2 separate regions of the Xenopus tropicalis genome follow, and region 2 is linked to region 1. The links are chromatin contacts, called in public Hi-C maps. All regions are on one chromosome and are shown on one strand. Each heading gives the region's core, a stretch centred on a gene start, on an enhancer-like site or on the middle of the called end of the contact. The rest is flanking DNA. Distances are from core to core; before and after follow the strand shown.

Region 1 (2,573 bases), core at 20-2,519:
AAAGTGCAATGTCTAGTGCAGAATGTGCCTAGGACAGGTGAGGATGACAGATTAAGATGAATTTGGGAACGGGCCAAGGCACTGGAGGGTCTGGTTGCAGGTGGCCTAATTTGCACACAAAGGACAGAGGGTGCTAGTCTGGAGGGACCCATGGCACCCGACTCGAGTATAAGCCGAGGGTGACTTTTTCAGCACATTTTGGGTGCTGAAAAACTAGGCTTATACTCGAGTATATACAGTAATTACAGTTGATGGATTATATTACATATCTCACAGGCTATGGCTTCCCTCACTCATACAAATACACACGTATGTGCAAAGAGAAGAGCAAACTATACTAACAATGGAATACTTCAATGCAAAATTCTGCTTGTTAATCATACTGAAATATAATATATAGTATAAATAAGTAATATATAGTATAAATAAGTAATATATAGTATAAATAAGTATAATAGTATAATAGTATAATTGATATGAATGGAGCAATCTCTGTAAGGGCACTGCATAAGACTTGTATCAATTTCTAATAAAATTTGTATTCAACTTCAAATAAAATCTGAATTTATATCCTTCTATTTATATATATAAATGTTTATAATTTTTAATGACTCTAGAATTAAATTTTATAAGTATAAAACATATTTGCTCGTTGTTGTGTAATTGTTGTGTGATTTTAATCTGTGTTATTTTCCCATCGTTGTAGGTTCATGTTAGCTGGGTTTTTTTGTTTTTTTTTACAATTATTTGCCTTGAGGTGTCACTTGCGCAAACACTTCACAATTCTAATTTTTTTGTCTCCCAAGTGGCACTAAAGCTTTAATGGCAGACTACACCCTTCCATAAATAAAGGCTCAAAATAATTAGCATAGAGGATCCATTTCAAAACGCAGCCGACTTTATGGAGCCTTCCCTCGTTCAATTAGAGCACTTGAAGTATTTACCCGCAGACTGTTGTGCTTTACAACTCTGGAAAGTAACAATGTTAGCAATGCTGTAAATGGTGGGAGTGAAAGAGACTTCAAAGGCGAAACATTTCCAGGTAATTGCTTCTAATTATCATGTTTAGTGACAGTGATGTTCTGTCTCTTGACATACTGATTGTATCTCCTGATATCACTTGTGGAAATTATCCTGTGCTTAATTGATTACACCTCCTTTACCTTGATAGCCAGCTTAAAATGATTCATAATGCACAAAAAGGCACAATAAACAGACCAGGTCTTTAATTAAAGGGAACCCGAGGTTATCTAGGAGCCCACACTGGCTAGCCTTTCAAGTGCAGGCCCTGTATGGCCTGGGATTTACGTGCACATTCTGAAGTCTCCACCTCTCCCAGGAGCAAACATCAAAGAATTTTATGCAACTGATTGCGAGGAACATGTCAAACAGTTACTGATTAAAAGCATGTGATGTTCTTCAGGTCCTACAGACGTATGTGGACCCCAAAGGGTACAGATAAGCCCCATATCTTATAATGGAGTCAGAAGGACGTTTATAATGAGACCCGGCTGTTGTGATCCTATCACATTGATGGCTCTGGTTGACCTCTGTTTGCCCATGACTTGTAAGGGCTCTGGCATATGAGGAAATTTGTTGCCTGCGTTTTTTCCCCCCGGCGTTTTGGCGACAAGTCGCCACGACAATACCCACGAAGAGATTTCATGCCAGTTGAGCTCCAGGCGATCTGCTACCCATGGTTACCCCTCCCACATGTTTACTCAAGTCGCTCAGAAAAGGGTCTGTGTGCGATTTGAAACAGCAGGCGATTTCCATTGGTTTAGCATTGGCGTCTTGTCGCTCGTCTTGTCGCCAAATCACTCTTTTAAAAATCACCAGCGACAAATTTCCTCCTGTGCCAGAGCTCTAAAGAGAAAGCCACGCTTCCATGTTCCAGGTAGGTATAGCCTGGCATTGCTATCATTTATGACATCCTAGTTATACTCACAGTGCACAACCAGCCATTTGCTTGTCTTAAATTGAGTCATTGCCAGTTGCTGGTAAGACATATTAACCTGACATCTTGCCAGAGGCAGATGGCACTAGAAAATTGTGGGTATGGTTGAGAGTGTCAGTAGGCACTGGCTTGCATATTTATCCACGATGGGAGCTACAACTATGATAGTAGTCAGGGCTGCCATTAGGGAGAATGGAGGAACTGCAGTCAAGGGTCCTACGTCCTAAAAGAGAGATTCAAGGGTTATGAAGGGACAGGGCCCAAAACCTTTGAGCAAAGCAAGGTTTTAGCATATTGGTCCATGACTGGACATGGTCATGTGTATGTGGTCTTTTTTCATTAGGACCCAATTTTACTGGTTGGCCAGGCTTATGTCTCTAATGAGCTAATGACTGGGGACCCCTGCGGTAGTATGGGGCCCTGGGTTTCGTGAGAGTGACCATGTTAGTAGTGGTTAAATGCAGGGGAAAAGCTGCAATTTGCCAAAGCAAGCTTTAGCCAGACAGGGTCAGTGCCAATGCAGGGGCACTGCCAAAAAATTCACATGAAGTCTTCTTATTGTACATTATCCAAAAGCACAAATCGAAAATCTACATGCCAATGAGTCCCAAGGACT
Region 2 (2,573 bases), core at 25-2,524, 140 kb before region 1:
GTTACGGAGGCATAAAGGCACAGGTTTAGTCAAAAGAGAAATTTCTGCTATACATTGTTTTTAAAAATTTTAATTATTTGCTTATAATGGAGTCTATGGGAGATGGCCTTCCCGTAATTTGGAACTTTCTGGATAACGGGTTTCTACATAGCTTTTCCTATACCCAAGGCTGTATTTATATATAGGCACCCAAGGTCCTGTGCCTAGGGGGGCAGCCTATGGGTGCTTATATAATCAATATTACAAAAAGAATAGAAACCTTCCCAGCTCCCAGATGTACCCTTCCGAGATCACTGGCGCATATAACATCACTTCCGGCAGAAGTGACATCATGTGGAGGGGAAGTGACATTATGCATGCATGACGTCATTTCCACAGCCTAGGTGCACATTTAGGTCCGGTGCCCATGGTGGCAATTGATCTAAATACAGTGCTGCCTATACCTGTGTAAGTATAGCAAAAAATATATTTTGCCATATTATCATCCTGCGGAGTGCTATACTTACTCATCTTATTATCTTTCATTATCAACACCCCAGGATTTGGTTTTATTAAATTACTAAATATTCTAAGCAGACAATATATTACATTTGGCTATATACTGAATTATTCATTATAATGGATCTTTTGTTACTTTATAAATGTTGCTGTCACTAACCAGAAGAGTTTCCTTGGACAAGAAGCTGCCATGTGGCAGACTGACATTGTTGTGGTTAAACAGATGCAGAAGGAGAGAGGATCCTAACACTGATCTGTACATACAGTGCACTTTTATCAGATAGCTCCCGTTAGAATGCAGCGCGACTGTTTATTGTTCACGTAGGTATATAACGCATTGTTTTTCCCCATTTGCTTAACAAATAAGAAATCATTTTACTTTTGTAAATGGGATCTGTGGGTTTATTGACAGTGGGATAATTACAGCGTTACCTTGGAATACTTCAGCTTGTCAAAGGCCTTTTATTGCTTTGTTGTCTTTGTGTAACTTCCTCCCATTGTGCTGGGCTTGAACACTAAACAGAACCTATATTAACTGTCAGTTAATTACACAGTATTTTTCTACAGTTTTTACCAGTCAAAGGGGCAGGTAGGCTACAATCATTCAACTCCATCACTGTCACCGCCAACAAAGGAATCAATAAAGATGAGTCAGTTAGTGTCACCAATTGCCTGATACTCAAAGCCTCCCATTCCTAATTGCCTTTAGAGACGGCTGATAATACAAACTTTGAAGTGAAAATCAGTCTAATGAGTGGCCCTGCTGAGAGGGTAGATCATATGTCAAAGCAGTCTGCGGACGCTTGCAGGCAAACAAAGCCACCGTTCCTTTAGGAACTGAAGGGACCAATGCAAGTCTGGAACTCGGAGTTCTACTACAATGATAGAGACTGGCTCTCAGCATGGAACCCCGGCATGCTGATCCAGTCTGCCTCACTCTCTCTCTTCAGTTTTACTCATTGCTTTTAACTACAAAGGGTCACATTTTAAAAAGACTACATATGTGATCCGAGTTCAAAATCGCAAGCCCACAAAAAGTTCCTGTGGATTGTATTGGCAAAAGACAGGGAACTTGGAAGCCAAATAGTGATTATGTGAGTGACTGCCTGTAACTGATATGTCTGACTGCAAATTCAGTAACTATCCATGGGTGGAGCTGTGTTTGGGGGTGTAAGTAGGGGTGATTGCCCATGCACATGATGGAGCTAGACACCTGGGTGGGTCTAATCGCAACCTGCTTGCATTTTTATCTGCTCACACTCGCTACCTACTGACCAACGTAATTCCTCTTGAGCCAGGCCCAGACTGGGTTTCAAAATAGGTCCTGGCTAGTGATGAGTGAATCTGTCCCGTTAGCGACACTATTAAAAAAATAGGAAACTGCCGAAAACTTTGTGAATTATGGCTACTGCTTTATGCGCCCAACATTTTTGATGCAACCGCACCTTTTTTTACATGACTGTGCCATCTTTTGACATGCCGGCAAATTTTTCGCAGTGACATTTTGCGCCAGTTTCGCTAAAAATTTGGCAAATGGCAAAATTTTGCAGTTCCTGGCGAAAAAATGTACCCATCACTAGCCCTGGCATTTCAAGTACACAGAGGTGAAAGTACACCACTATTTGGTAAATACACTTCTAAAAATCCTATAGGAATGAATAGAACATGGGTGAGTATTTATGTTTTTTTTTTTTAATTTAAGATTTTTATTGATTTTATAGAGAAAAAGAAGACAATTAACAGGTCGCTATACACGGAGGCATTCACATATACAGTTTTTCATCTTATATACCGTATTTTTCGCCCTATAAGACGCTCCGGAATATAAGACGCACCCAATTTTAAAGGAGGAAAATCTAGAAAAAAAAGATTCTGAACCAAATACTGTAGTAAAATATTTTATATCAACTGTATAAAGTTAATTGTCTCTGGGCTCGCACATAATGAGGCTTCCCCCAGGGCCCCCCCCCCAAGCATCCTTCAGCTTCCCCCAGGCCCCCCCCCCCAAGTATCCTCCAGCGTCCCCCAGGGCCTCGCATCCTCCAGCTCCCCCACGGCACCCCCAGCATTCTTCA

The links. Hi-C and Micro-C count contacts between places; a contact is called where the count stands out from the background.
Region 2: a contact with region 1 is called in a Hi-C map of neurula embryo, with 2.4 times the contacts expected there. The contact joins two enhancer-like sites. A contact is called at or near these places in 2 of 5 Hi-C or Micro-C datasets (gastrula embryo and neurula embryo).

The regions. Positions count from the first base shown.
Region 1 is chr1:26,005,832-26,008,404 of UCB_Xtro_10.0, reverse strand. No RefSeq gene overlaps it. Among named protein-coding and RNA genes, the nearest start is that of msx1, 35 kb to the right of the region's middle. Within about 2 kb of position 1,269, at least 1 of the 11 cell types and tissues checked has an H3K27ac peak or open chromatin away from gene starts, as enhancers often do. A contact at or near this core is called in neurula embryo, where this site is marked.
Region 2 is chr1:26,149,347-26,151,919 of UCB_Xtro_10.0, reverse strand. No RefSeq gene overlaps it. Among named protein-coding and RNA genes, the nearest start is that of stx18, 17 kb to the left of the region's middle. Within about 2 kb of position 1,274, at least 3 of the 11 cell types and tissues checked have an H3K27ac peak or open chromatin away from gene starts, as enhancers often do. A contact at or near this core is called in neurula embryo, where this site is marked.